3 separate regions of the Mus musculus genome follow, and regions 2 and 3 are each linked to region 1. Evidence: chromatin contacts called from public HiCAR-type data. All regions are on one chromosome and are shown on one strand. Each heading gives the region's core, a stretch centred on a gene start, on an enhancer-like site or on the middle of the called end of the contact. The rest is flanking DNA. Distances are from core to core; before and after follow the strand shown.

Region 1 (4,764 bases), core at 1,208-3,707:
TACCTCTTTTTACCCCTTTTTACAGTTTTGCATTTTATCCCTGCAAAATTATGCTGCTGACCATTCCGGAACAATGAAAGCCCAGTCGCCGGGCTGTCCAGGACACTGGTGGTGAGCGCAGCACACAGAACCGGCTCCCAGTTGTTTCAACAAGATGGAAAAAACAAGCACAAAATACATCGCGGGGCAAAAAGCATCTGCACACTCTGAACACTCAGACTCATTTCCCGAGTGGAGTGTTGAGTAACATGCTCAGCAGTTAGTTCTAAGTCTCTCACCCGGTGCCCATCCAGAGAACACATGGATATTTAATTCAATCCAGTTAAAAGTATTGCATCCAAAACATTCTTAAGATATCACAGTAGCCCAGGAATTGAGCAAACCACTCAGGGGATTCAGGGTTCATCTTCCTAACAGCTACTGAAATGCTTTGCCACCCTAGGGATAGGGTGGGCTTGCTTCCTCTCCTTGGGACGCTTCTGATGTGCATGTAGCAGCGGTAGTGACATCACTGGACTCCCCTCCAACTCCACAGGTTCGGGTTCCCAGGAGCTTTCTTTCCTGGAATCTGGTATTCATTTTGGCAGAGGTCACAGGAGTCATGTGAACGATGAAGAGGGCGTGGGTGGCAAGCCAAGTGTCTGTGTCACTGGGGGGGGGGGGCATTACTGTGGCTGCGACTCCCTACTGAGATCAGTGGTTGCTCTGTGTGTTGTGAGCAAGAGGAGAGGGTTGGCCTCTTCCTCCACTCTAGACCTCTCAGCTTGAAAAGGGAGCAGATTCACCCCACATACCACACATAGGCATGTGTGTCTGCATGCATGCCTGCTCTCCTTCCCCGTCCCCTCACAATCTCTTTCCTGTCTATGGAGATCAGATCATAGGCTGAGCTGAACAACACCCCCAGGTTGCTTCCAAAGGCTGATGCAGCACCAGGCATCCCCCAGGCCTCAGAGCTGGCCAGGCATGGGTGTGTGAAAGACTGTCCAGGGGTGTGGGGTACTGCCAGTTTTCTGAAGGGCAGGAACTGCACCTCCTCCAGTTTATTGCCTTATGCACCCCAAACAAAGCCCACCCCCAAGCCCTTATCAGGACATTTCAGATAGGTTTGACACTAAGCAAACACTGATTAAACCAAGCAATTTCTCACACATCCTTCAAGATCTGCTGGAAATCCAAAGTAGCCAATTCTCTTGGAACTCAGATTTGGCACGTGTGCAGTGCCCGTCTCTGTGCCCCAGCCTTTAATTCCTGCTGAGTAGGAGCCCAACAGTAACCACAAGTAGACTTGTATGCTAAGTCTTCCCTGAAAAACACATACTTTTTTTTTTTTTTTTTTTTTTTTTTTTTGGCCTCAAACTTGCTATGTAGCTTAGCTCCTAATCTTCTTGCTTCCAAGTACTGGGGATTATAGACATAGACCATCATACCCAGCTTTGTGCAAGCCTTGGGAAGTGAAGAAACCGAGGAAAGTTGACTCTGTTTTCCTCTTTCTTTATTAAAAGATAAGAGAAGGCTCAGAGACAAGAGACTGCAGTGGCTAGAGAAAGAACCAGGAGGATACCTGGAGCTCGTTCCAGGTTCAGTGAGAGACCTCATCTTTAAAAAAAAAAAAAAAGAAAAGAAAAAAGAAATATATATCTTTATATATTTACCTATATTTATATAAATATTTATATAAATTTAAACAAACAATTATGTATTTATATAAATTTATGCATTGATATGTTTATATAAATTTATGTATATATTTTATATGTTTAAATTATATATAAATATATATTTATTTACACATACACATATATATTCATACACATACACACATGAAATCCACTGAGAAGACACCAGATCTCAGGCACTTGCATATACACATATCTGTACATACACACACACACACACACACACACACACACACACACACCCCTATACATATACATGTACGGCTCATGCCATCATTCACTGGAACCGGACTAATAACAACAAGAATTTAATGTGCCAGCCATTGTTCCCTGGGCCTTAAGGTAACTAGTGGTTCTGTGGCCTAGCTATCTAGCCCCTCTGGGCGTCCAGCCTGACACTCTCTCTTGTTGGCAGACCTCAGTCATGTCTGAAGGAGAAACACCCAGGTTAGAGGAGAGACTTGGCCTCTGTGGGTGGGAGTGGAGACCAGGGCCGCAGAGGCAAGGCTCACAAGAAAGGACTCCATTTGAGTCGTCTGCCGAGAGTTAGGTCAGCTCTGGGAAACTCGTTCCCAGGCAGTTTTTGAAAAACCAAAAGAGGTCATTTTGTTCTCCCTGAGAAAGGAAATCCCCTAAAGAGAGCAGTGGGCGGAATTTCTGAGGGCACGGAGTCTCTGGAAGCCAAAGGCGGGGTCAGGGAGGCCAAGGCAGTGGGATCATTACACAACCCCCTCTCCTTGGGAAAAGCCCAGCATCCTTCCTGCCTGGAGTGAGCCGGAGGCCACGGGCTCCATCTGCTGTGCCCTGGTGAGACACACACCAAAGAAACCCAGTTACTGGCCTCCATCTATTCTTTCCCTTGATAGACGCCCAGCAGAGGGTGTGGTGTCTCAGACAACAAAAACAAACAGAAGATCGTATCTGTACGTCTGTGTGGGGCCGGGGTGAGTGTTGTGTATGTAAGTGCAGGTACCCATTGTGCTGTGCAGTTTTATGATAGCTTGACACAGCGAGATATCTGAAAGGAGGGAAACCTCAACTGAGAAAATGCCTCTATAGGATCCGGCTGTAGGGCATTCTCTTGATTAGTGATCGATGGAGGCAGACCCAGCCAGTTGGGTGTGGGGCAATCCCTGGGCTGGTGGTCCTGGGTTCGATAAGCCAGCAGGCTGAGCAAGTCATGGGGAGCAAGCCACTAAGCAGCACCCCTCAATGGCCGCTGCATCAGTTCCTGCCTTGATTGAGTTCCTGTCCTGATTTCCTTCAATGACAAACAGTGATATGAAAGTGTAAGCGAAATAAACCCTTTCCTCCTCAACTTGGATTTTGGTCATGGTGTATTCAGCACAGCAATAGAAACCTTAATAAGACACCACAGTGGCCAAATGAGGGCTCAGATCCTCTGGAACTGGAGGTAAAGGCAGTGTGAGCCCTCTGAGGTCAGTACTGGATCCCCCACAAGAACAGTAAGCATTTTTAACCACGGAGCCATCTCTCCAGCCCTTAGGACTTGCATCTAAGGCCATAGAAGGGGTGACACTGAGTCTACACACAGCCTCTGTACTGCCCTTGCTGCCAGGCAATCTCTGTGGAGATATGGGAGTGTGCGCCCCTGCCCTTCCTGGGACTGTCACGGTGGGTATACTGAACTGGAAGTCAAGGTTAGATAGAGTCTGGTCTGTTTCCACGGGAAAATGGCCCTGGCTTTGGACTTCTGGAGGCCTGCCTGTAAAAAATAAATCACCTTGCATCAATTAGATTGCATCAGCATTGAGCACCTACTATGCACCAGTGTGGGAAACCAAGCACAGGGAACACTAGGATTTCTATGAAAGCTCAACCTGGAGGAGTTTACTTTCTAAACTGATCATTCCAACGCAATGCCTCCTGCTCCAGCGGTTGCCGGGCTGAACTGACATGGCGCATACACGCGTGTCTACCAGCTCCAAGGATCACGGTGATTTTCCAGAGGCACAAGGAGAACCAGAAGCAGGGCAGGACACTAAGAGTATCTCAGGCAAGGCCTCCCCTCTCAGCAGGGCCTCCAGCACAGAGGCAGGGGTAGAGGGGGGTGGGGGGAGGGGGGAGGGATTGGGGATGGGCCTGTCTGCCTCCTGCTTCCACCTGCTAAGGTAGCAGTGCTAGCTCTCTTTCTCCCCCTCCTCCCTCCATCTCTTCCCTCCTCCCTCCATCTCTCTTTTCTTTCATTTGTCTTTTTTTCCTTTTGCTCCCACTATTCTACAAGGGAGTCCTCCACATGGGGAATCAACAGAACATTCTTGTCCCATCAGACAAGAGTCGTTGGGGACTCCCATGGGACTGGGAGGGGAGGTAATCCCTGAAGGTCCTATGCGGGAGTTTCCCCATCTTTCTGCCTCCCAGCTGTGTCGCTGGGAAGCTCCTGTGGTCTTCTTCCTCCCGCTGGCTTCCCCCATTTTCTCCCTTTGCCTTCTCTGTCCATCATGGGCGTGCTGGGATAGATTTCTTCTGGCCAAATGAGTGGAAGAAAGGAGAGAAAGAGAGACCACAGAATAGCAGCACTAATGTCCTCGGAGAGCAACTCTCTGAGTTACCAGAGGAGGTGAAGTAATAGACTCCAAGAGTGAAACAGGAGAAGACAGAGACGAACCTTCTGAGATGGGGGAGCATTTAGGAGTTGGAATGAGGCGACAGTATCGGAGAAGGAGAGGGGAGGGGCTGAGCGGTGTCCTGGTTTGAACAGAGCATCCCTTTGGTGTTTTGTCAGTTTGAACAGCAAGGGATGCTGAGGATGATCGGGGAACAGTGGACCCTGCAATGGGAAGAGGTGTTACTTGAGGGCCAGGCAGGGGAAGTGTTCAAAGGGGGAAATGGGGAGGCTTAAGTAGATACTTTGAAACAATACTCCTCCACTACAGGGGTGAATAACAAGGATGTCGTGAGCCTGGGGTTGAAGAGAGGGACCCTAGATGGATGTTCTTGTAAATGTATTCTTTTGGAAGGTTATGGCTTTAGCAATCTGTATTTCTTGTTACCACACATATATTCATGAGAGTTCCTTTGTCATAACCCCTCCCTTCCTTCTCTCTCTCTCTTCCTCTTTCTT
Region 2 (5,012 bases), core at 1,631-4,130, 270 kb before region 1:
TATTTCTGAGAACGGGCCATAATTGCCTTGGAAGACTTGTGTTTGTGGTGGGTTTGTGCCTCGGCCTGTCATAGTTCACTTCTCTGAATTGAAGATTCAGACAAACAAACAAACTCAACCCAGACCCAAACACTTCAACCCAGAGCCCTCCAGGCTTGAGCTGCCTGAGGAATTTCCGTGTTTCTGTCCGCCCTTTCTGCTTTCCTTACAGACAGACCGACCTCCTCAGCCCCTACCTTCTTTCTGTCCTTGTGTGGAGAATGTGGTTACACCACCACATAAGAAGCACTGGGGACTGTTAAAGGCTTTGATGAGTTTCTTTTCTTGTGGGATGGGGTGGCACTCCTTGCTGCACAGAAGTAGGGTGAGATGGGGGAGGGAGTGTTGGTTTTAGAAGCCTCCACCCCTGCTTCTCTCTCCTCCCCCTCCCACTGGTAAAATATGTTCTTGGCGTGTTCTATCAATTGATTCCAAAGAGAATGAAAATGTCCTACCTTTTCCAGGAGAAGAAAGGGTGTAGGGAGAACACGGAATGCGTTGTCAGGCACTAGGAAGTAATAATTTCCCGCCTTCAGCTCACACTGTAATTGAAGGCAGGAAAAAGTTTGCCTGCAGATTTCTAAATTCTATGACCATCTTAGGAATACGAGATTGCTCCTTGGCAATGTAAAACTATTGATTGACATGGAATTTCAGTTTTGTGTCCTTAACTTACAACATTTAGAACCTTAGCTTCTGGGAGGTGAACACTTTTAGAGTAGGTGGCTGTTGTGGTTTAAATGTGTACCAAGTTCATGCCTCGGCCACCGATCCAGTCTTCTCGTGTTGACAGAGGGGTGGTTATTTATGAAGACCTGCTCTAAGTGTCTTTGGCATGGCTGTGGGTTTATTGTGAAAGTCAGTTTGGATCCTCCTGGTTTATTTATGCTCTTGCTGTGGGATGCTTCCATTGTGTTACAATCCACAAGAAGACCCTTACCAGGTAGGTACCAGCAGGCTTTGGGATGTCTCAGCCTCCAGAACCTTGAGCCAAGTCAATTTCTGTTTATTTTAAATTACTCAGTCTGAATATAGCAGCAGGAAATGGATCAAGATAGTGGCTAACTAGAGTAGTAATAATGAAATTATGGAGTTTGTAGAGAATATAGGTAAATCCTATATATAGTCATACATGCCTATATCCATGCAATGCCTGGGAGGTGGGATGGAGGTCAGAAGTTCAGAGTTACCTTAGGCAGCTGTGGGAGCCCAAGACTCAACAACAGTCCTTAGGGAAGTTTAAGCTGTTAAAAATATTTTGACAAAAGGATTCGAGTTTAATTTATTTTAAACTCATACCAAGGAAATTGGGGTTGGTGAGATGGCTCAGTGGATAAAGGGACTTTATTCAGCCTAGGGACCTGAGTCTGATTCTTGGAACTTGTATAAGGGTAGGAAGAGAGACTTGACCCCATAAAGCTGTTCTCTGACCTACAGACATGCACAAGTATATATACACACCATGGCATGTGTACCCACCACATGCATGTGTACACAGTAATGCATACAGTTAATGGTGGTGTGGTTGCCTGAGGCTTGTAGTTAATCTGCTCAGCTGCGTTTCTCAGGTGTTCCTGCTCATCACATCAAATAGTCTGATAGGTCTAGTGACTTCACCTGTGACTGGTGAGCCTGATGCTTTTAGGGGCTAGGGTAGAGGACAGTGTTAAATCCCCTGGGACCAGAGTCACAGACAGTAATAAGATGCTTGATGTAGGTGCTAGGAACTGGACCTGAGTCCTTTGACAGAGCAGCAAGTGCTCATAGCTGCTGAACCTTCTCTTCATCCCCTGAGGTTCTATGTTTGTTTTTTTAAAGACAGGGTCACACCATGTAACTGGCTGGCTTGGAATTCATTGGGAAGGTTAGGCTGGCCTTGAACACGTGGAGATTGGCCTGCCTCTGCCTCCCGAGTGCTGGGATTAAAGGTGTGCATCATCACGCTCAGCTAAGTTTTTGACTTGTGTTTTAATATGAGATCATAATTTGATACAAGCGAGCATCCTAAGAATTTTCCTTGCAGTTGTTCATGTTGGATGTGGGGAGAAGCTGGGATGAAGGTTATGGGGTGGGGACTGATGACGCTTGTTAGATGCCTTAAGACCACTTCGTGGGAAAAGTGTTGCGATCAGGAGACCGCATGCCCCAGATTGACTTTGTAGATCACTTCTATGCAGAGTTGGAATTTATAGTGAGTATTTTAGATAAACACATGCAATAGAAACTTCCCAAGAGATTACAGATTCTTAGAATTTTACAGATTATGAAAGTTTATGGAAACATCTGTAATGCAGCTGTGATAAAGTTTGTTTACTTTTATCAACTTTAGAAGTTCAAGCATGTTTACTGCTGTCGTCAGGGTTTTTACCCCATGCCGAGATAGAAGTTAGCACTGACCTGTGGTGGACATGGGAACCACTTGGTTTGGTAGTCATCTTGAGAAGGCTTTGGTTTTTGATGACATCCCGTGTAAAACTGGGCTGTGCTGGCCCAGACGGCAGTGGTGGGTGTGGATCATGACTAGGGGAGACTCTGGAAACAGACAAACCTTCCAGATGTCTAGAGAATGTGGACTTGCGGCGGCCTGTGCTTGCCGTTCTTGTGTCTGTATCTGTCCTGCTTTGACTTTCATGGTTGCTTTAGGGAAGGGCCCGAGGACCTGTTTCTTAGATTGGGAAATAAAATGGAAGTTAACGTTTTTCTGGAAGCCTTTTAGTTGGTATTGGCTTTTCTGTGAGAGAAAGAGACCGAGAAGCCGTCTCAGTCCCTTAAGGCCGACTGTGGGTGGGGGCGGCCTCGAGGATGTGGCTGAGAGGTAACGGAAAGCAGATTCATTCATGGCTCTGGTGAGCTTCAGTTATGAAACGGGCCTCCAGTGCCCCAGTCAGCAGCCTGTGAACCATGCCTGACTGAATGGGTCTTGGTTTTGAAATTTACAGATTGCCTGGATCCCCACTGTCTCCTTGGCCTTCTTCTCAGATGCAGCTGTTTTTGTTACTACATCATTTTGTGTTTTAACTGGCTGGTTACTTTCCCAGTCCCTTTTATGGTGAATAATGACACATGGAGCTTGAACACCCAAGTGTGTGGCTAATCAAACAGGAAATCTCAAGGAAGCACAGAGAAACAAAAGACAAGACAGGAAAGGTCATTCATGAGCCTAGGCAGTAGACATCTGCGGGAACATCTGACAGCTTGAGACAGGCTGGAAACTCAACCAGTGGAATGTTTTATGTGGGACTTGCTGTTTTTCTTATGCATTGGAAATATTAAGCCTTAATAAATTAGATAGAAGTGAAGGTGAAAGAGAGAGAGAGAGAGAGAGAGAAAAGAATGTGGCATTCTTGCCTTTCAAACGGGAAGGCAGCTCTGGCCGCAGGGTGCCTTGGATCTAAAAGTCTGATGTGTCCTGTCTGAAGCAGCAGTGAAGCTGCATGTGGGGTGAACGAGTGACTGGAGGTGACGACCGGGTTAAAAGATGGCTTTAAGCAGTGCCTGAGGAATAGGAGGTTAAAAACAATTAGGCGGCACGGCTATCATTGTAGCGGGAGGATTTTGACTTCCAGGCAGCCTGGGCTGCATAGCTAGTCTATAACCAAAGAACCAAAGAGAAGAAGAAAGAAAAATGTGGTCTAGTAGGAGAGCAAACCTATCAACAGATCCCTAATGCTAATCCTGGGACACAGAGTTGTGACAAGAACAGAAAACACCATGGGAACCGCGGAAACTCCAGTTACCTACAGAGATGTCAGCAGTCCGTATGAATACTACAAAGACAGTCCATATAAATGCCTTCTCAGAAGCAACTGTCTGGTGACCTTTAAGATTTATTTATTTATATGTATATGAATACACTGTTGCTGTCTTCAGACACACCAGAAGAGGGCATCAGATGCCCATTACAGGTGGCTGTGAGCTACCATGTGGTTGCTGGGAATTGAACTCTGGACCTCTGGAAGGAAGAGCAGTCAGTGCTCTTAGCTGCTGAGCCATCTCTCCAGCCTGTATAGAGATTCTTGCCTCCTCTGATCAGAGACTTGTCAGGACCAGCCATTTAAATGCTATCTTCTACATAATAATGAAATTAGGAAGCTACAGAGCAGAACTGCCCATTAAGCACCAGGAGGTGATGCAGATGTGAAGGGAAGGAGCTTTGGGCCTCTTAGGTGGAAGCTGAGGCAGTGCTGGTTGTGTGCCTGGCTCTGCATTTCAGTCACAGTGGGCTTCTGCACACCACAGAGATGCTCTCTTCCCCCTTGACTGCCCCCTAAATGCAGCTGCTAAAGGTCTAGTGGAGTTTCAGCTCTTCCCGGAAGACCACTGATTTCAAACTCTCCTTCATCGTATTTGTATTTGTCTTTATGTTATGCCAGATCTATAGTTCATCTGATTCTGAACTTGAGGGGAAAGGCTGCAGGCCTGTGAGGTGAGGGGTGTGGTACTGTCGCCAGGATTTACCCCATTAGATGAATACTCCGATGCTAATATAAACTCAGTGATTTCTTAGTCCCTCTTATGAAATATTTAGAATATCTATTATGCAGGAGACACTGTAAAATTCGGGGACGGGGGAGAGAGGATCTGAGCTTTAAAATCTGGGTGAAATGATGCGGCACCGAGGGGCTATTAACTGTCTTCCTCCACTGGCTTTGTGTCTCTGGTGTACACACAGCCTGGTATCCTCTGTCTGGCAGTCTGTACTCAGAAAAGCTCGTTGGATGAATGAATTCAATGGAGACTTCTGTGACACTGTGACCACTGTGTACAGATGACCTCAAGAAGCAGCAGCGGTTTGTTTATGTTTTCCCAAGATGGAGTTTCCCTTTAGATAGGGTTGGAGTTGGATGTCTGGGGTAGGTTGGAGTACGTGGTGTAGCTTCTGCAATAGCATAGCACTAGACCCCTGTACCAAAGAACCCCAACAAGAAAGTCATCTACCAAACATTGATACCTGGTTTTCTTTTATGTGGTGG
Region 3 (4,600 bases), core at 1,679-4,178, 310 kb before region 1:
CCGAACTCTCTTACAGACTTTGGTGGGAATACAAATATCCTCATATTCTGAATCTAGCCTAAGAATTTCGTATATTGTCAGTAGCTTCTGCACATGGTTGCTAATATTCGCTGTTCATGTTTCCCCAAGTGCCTGACCATTCAGCCAAAATGTTGGGTCCCATCCACAAGTCACTGATGGCTGTCAGGGGATCCCAGGAAGCAGGCAACTACACTTCTGAGTAAAGTTCTCCCCAGCAGGAAGGGGAGTGTTTTCCAGGGCCACTCTGGGTGCATCTAATGCCACACAGTGCTGGTATCTAGTCCAACACAACCTGTAAGTTGGTTAGAGATTTTCTTCCTCACTTTATCATGCCTATGGATATCATGATGCTATGTGGGGTGAAGGAGGGGAACCAGTTTGTGGCTAATGAGAGGGTCTCAGGTTTAAGGACCTACATCAGACCAAACTCTCCATTGCTGTATCCCTCAGTGACGGAATGCTGCTGGCCGCTCCCTGCTCCAGGGCACTATCTCGGATTAGAGAGAAGGAAAATCCTGCCCAGCTGGTGATAAGCAACCCAACTAACTAATCTCTGCATGTCTACAGTCAAATAGTCATTATCAGGATCCGATATCAAATTAAGAGCTATTTATCAAAAAAGAGAATAGGTATTTGTTGAAGAGAGAATGTCTTTGTGATGATAAAATTGGGTTCTTGATAGGATTATTATTCTCGTTTAGGCCTGCCACAGGCTCTAGAGAATTCTAAATTAGCCACGCAGACACTAGAGACTGTCACGGCAGTGGAAGCCACTGCCAGCCATCTTTCATCATGGCTTTTAACACCAGTGGCTTTATAGGTTGCTCAAGGCACACGTTAACCACCAAGTATGTTCTGTCTTCTCAAGGCAGTTTCCAGGCATAGTGAGATCTCCTTTTATAGAGGATGTCCTGCTACATCTCGATCACTGGAGTCCAGAAGCCTTCTGACCCACAGGACAACGCAAACTGGTGAGAGCACAGTACAGTGCTTCTGGTGGGCAGCATCTGTTCCATCTCTCTATCAGGGAGAATAAACTATTTCTGGTACTCTCAGCTTGTTGCCATAGGAGACATGTATCCACCAAATACACAGGAGCTCGTGAGAAGCCTCCTTTTATTGATTTGACCCCTTAATGAAACGACAGCTGTGCATTAGGCCTGGAATCCCAGCTGAGACAGGAGACTCAGTCTGGATAGCAAGAACCTCCTGTCTCAAACAGAAGAGGGACACACAGACACACAGACATGCACACAGAGAGACACACACACAGAGACAGAGGGAGGCAGGCAGGCAGACAGACAGAGACAGAGACAAAGAGAGGTCAATGACGTGACGGACAGATATGATGTCAAGACCTGTTTATCTTCAGGCCAAGTCAACCTCAAGCTCACTAAAGACATGACAGGAATTTTTCCTTTCTTAACTCCTGTTCCTCTGCTGCTTGTACCAACCATTTTCAACATTTTTTATTTTTAAATATTCTGTGTGTGTGTGAATGCAAGTACCCACAGAGGCCAGAGTGTTGGGGCTCCCTCCCTGCAACTAGCCTTCCTGGCAGTCGTGAGTTGGGATTCCAACTCCAGAACAGAGCCTGTACCAGCCCCAAAGGCACTTTTCCTCATTTTAAATGAAGCACTGGTGGAGTTTATAGTGAGGAGATTTTAGCATAGACTTGAGCATGAAGGATAAGACAGAGAGAAGTTGAGAGAAAGACACACCCATGTGCCGGTGTGCACTTCTCCTGGGCACTTCAGCAGCGGCCACTTCTAAGTACTTTTAGTGCTTGCAGTTTTCAGTCCCTCCACAGAATGCTACCACCCATCCCATTTTACAGACGAAGAAGTCTCATTAAGTGACTAAGGAGCTTGCCCAAGTCACACATCAGTAATTAAATGTAAGTGGTTTAGATCCAGGCCAGTTCTCTCAGACATCACTTCCTTGTGATAAATAAAATATTCAACAGGAAAGCCACGTCTTTCCTTACGCAGCATGCATGGAGAGAAAGCTGTTGAAGTTATTCATTGAGAGAAGAGTCAATGGAAGCCCTGGATGTTTTTGTAAAGCAGTTAATTCAGGTAACTTCCCCGTGCTTCCATTGAACCTAGTTCTCAGGCCATGCTAAGCCAGCTGCATCTCCAGCCAGCAGGCAAACTGAGATTTTTTCCCCCTCTTTTTTTTCTTCTAGTATTTCCCTTGGCCATTTATGAAATTGCACTCCTTTATGAGTTCATTGTTTGTCTTCCTCCTGAGATAGGGAATTCCTTGAAGGGAAGGATCATATTTCTTTTCCTTTTTTATCTTCTGCAACAATGTACAATGGAGGGTTGCTCACCATAAAGACAGCAAATTATTCTATTCAAAAGAAATAGTACTAATTATTCAAACTCAGTGTTTGTGAATACCTTCTCCCCAAGGGCACAGGCTTATTTCAGAGCCTTTGATTGAACAAGCCCTGATACTATTCTTCTAAGAGTTAAACATTCTTTTCCTTGTTTCACAATCGAGGACCTCACTGTCAAAAGGTCAAGTGACTTGCCAAAAGTTATAAAGTCAGTCACTGAAGGGAAAAAAAAAATCCAACCATCTAGCAATTATCTTTTCTTATTACAGAACAATTCTCTGCAAGCTGAATTAATTCACGAATATATTAAAAATATTTAAAAGTGTATTTGAGGACAATGAAGCCAGTCTTGAATACAAAACAGTCAATTATGTTAACTTTTTTTTTATGAATTATTTTGAAAATCGATCCTGAAGGGCCTCCAGAACCTACTTTCTGTGTTATCTTTGTTTCCTGCACATTATTTCAGTAAACACGGGCTGCATCCTCCCAGGAGAGATGCAGGGCGGAGGTGAGACAAAGCTGCACACCACTTAACTTGTTTTGGCCTCAGTAAGGAAACGTGGCCACTCCAGATGTTTCCATGGTCTGAGCACATTGGATCCAGTGGGTAGGCGAGGCTGGGCTGAGACTCAAAGACAGGGGCTTTCTTTTAGCCAACAATAAAATCCCTGCTTCCGCTCACAAGGGCTTCTTTTTTAAGAAGGAATATTGCTGCTACTCAGTTATAGATTGGTTCTAGCTAATGACAATCCGGGAACTTGAATTTCTAAGCGTGGATATAGTTATTTTCTCCCCGATGTCTGCCCCAGAGACTGTCCTGTCCCTCAGACCTTGTTAATAGCATCAACATCCCCGGAGCTGAGTTGAAAACCTCGAGCTCATTCCGGAAGCTCCAAGCTCCGTCTCCCTCACCTTCCTGTGTCTGTCCGGTCGCGGTACCTCCTCCTCTCTTGTGTAACGAACCTGCCATCAGTCCACCGCCTCTCTGCCTCTATTCTCTATGATGACAGTCCCCTAGGTGCCTTTCCTGCCTCCTCTCTATTTCTGGCCATTTTCCCTCACCAGTTTAACAGAGTTATTTGTATATTTAAAAATAACCTATAGCTATCTTTGCCTTTGTTTGATTTTTCTAAGACAGGTACTCAATATACAGATCAAACCAGTCTCGACTGCACAGAGATCTTCCTGCCTCTGTTTTCTTAGTGCTGGGACTAAAGGCATGTGACACTACTCCTGATGTTTTAAGTTTTTGTTAGTAAATATCAATTATACCTAATAATGGGTTTCATTATGACATTTTCATACATGTGCATAATATGTTTCAAATATATTCACCCCTGTTACCCTCTCATGTCCCTCCCCATCCCACTAATCTCTTTTTCTTTATTCCTAGATCCCTCCCACATTTGTGCCTTTTCCCCCCCATCAGAGTTGCTCACAGGAGTATGGGTGAGAGGTTATTTACAGGAGCATAGGTATTTTGCCACTAGCAACACTATTGAAGACAGTCTCTCCCTCCCCTAGCAACCAGTGATGGTCTACAAATCCTCACGGATTGGGGGGGGGGTGTCTCAGGAATCTTTCCTTGCTACCATTAAATGTCTGTGTTTCCTCAGAGAATGAGGGTTTTGTTGTTTTCCATAACAAACTTAAGTATTTATTTCAAGGTCTTTCTTCCTTCTCCTTCCTTCCTTCCTTCCTTCCTTCCTTCCTTCCTTCCTTCCTTCCTTCCTTCCTTCCTCCCTCCCTCCCTCCCTCCCTCCCTCCCTCCCCCCTCTCTCTTTCTTTCTTTCTTTCTTTCTTTCTTTCTTTCTTTCTTTCTTTCTTTCTTTCTTTCTTTCTTTCTTTCTTTCTTTCTTTCTTTCTTTTTTGAGATAGACTCTTAGGTAGCCCAGGCCGGCCTTGAACTTGCTGTACCATCATGGGTAGTCTTGAACTCCCACTCCTCTTGCCTTTACCTTCTCAGTGCTGGGATTACCAGGGTATCACCACACCCAGTTTGTGGGGTACTGCTGACTGAACCCAGGGCTCTGTGTTTGCCAGGCAAGCACTCTATCACTTGCACAGTGTCCACTCCATGGCTTTGAAGGCAGGGTCAGACTTGGGAAGTGGCCAGCTGCTTTGAGACTATGAGGTTGGGAACTGGTGTTGTTGTTGTTGTTGTGTTGTTTTGTTTTGTTTTTAAACAGGTATCCCTATGCAGCCCTGGTATGTAGACCAGGCTATCCTTAG

Evidence for each region. HiCAR-type assays count read pairs that join an accessible place to other places.
Region 2: a contact with region 1 is called in a HiCAR-type map of fibro-adipogenic progenitors, with 3 times the contacts expected there. The contact joins two enhancer-like sites. A contact is called at or near these places in 9 of 39 promoter capture datasets (the 3T3-L1 cell line, 3T3-L1-derived adipocytes, the C10 cell line and 4 more), 1 of 15 datasets of contacts at CTCF or cohesin (the NIH/3T3 cell line), 10 of 484 Hi-C or Micro-C datasets (the AML12 cell line, CD8 T cells, embryonic fibroblasts and 6 more), 4 of 115 datasets of contacts at active chromatin or transcription factors (embryonic stem cells and fibro-adipogenic progenitors) and 1 of 9 other capture datasets (adipose tissue).
Region 3: a contact with region 1 is called in a HiCAR-type map of fibro-adipogenic progenitors, with 8 times the contacts expected there. The contact joins two enhancer-like sites. A contact is called at or near these places in 1 of 15 datasets of contacts at CTCF or cohesin (the NIH/3T3 cell line), 2 of 484 Hi-C or Micro-C datasets (liver and uterus), 4 of 115 datasets of contacts at active chromatin or transcription factors (embryonic stem cells, extraembryonic endoderm stem cells, fibro-adipogenic progenitors and 1 more) and 1 of 9 other capture datasets (embryonic stem cells).

Annotation. Positions count from the first base shown.
Region 1 is chr1:153,045,989-153,050,752 of GRCm38.p6, reverse strand. All of the region lies in intron 1 of Nmnat2 (nicotinamide nucleotide adenylyltransferase 2), which reads right to left. Among named protein-coding and RNA genes, the nearest start is that of Nmnat2, 93 kb to the right of the region's middle. Within about 2 kb of position 2,457, at least 83 of the 459 cell types and tissues checked have an H3K27ac peak or open chromatin away from gene starts, as enhancers often do. A contact at or near this core is called in adipose tissue, fibro-adipogenic progenitors, muscle stem cells and 1 more, where this site is marked.
Region 2 is chr1:153,315,604-153,320,615 of GRCm38.p6, reverse strand. The region is part of intron 1 of Lamc1 (laminin, gamma 1); the gene reads left to right. Among named protein-coding and RNA genes, the nearest start is that of Lamc1, 15 kb to the left of the region's middle. Within about 2 kb of position 2,880, at least 56 of the 459 cell types and tissues checked have an H3K27ac peak or open chromatin away from gene starts, as enhancers often do. A contact at or near this core is called in adipose tissue, fibro-adipogenic progenitors and muscle stem cells, where this site is marked.
Region 3 is chr1:153,352,574-153,357,173 of GRCm38.p6, reverse strand. No RefSeq gene overlaps it. Among named protein-coding and RNA genes, the nearest start is that of Lamc1, 22 kb to the right of the region's middle. Within about 2 kb of position 2,928, at least 27 of the 459 cell types and tissues checked have an H3K27ac peak or open chromatin away from gene starts, as enhancers often do. A contact at or near this core is called in fibro-adipogenic progenitors and uterus, where this site is marked.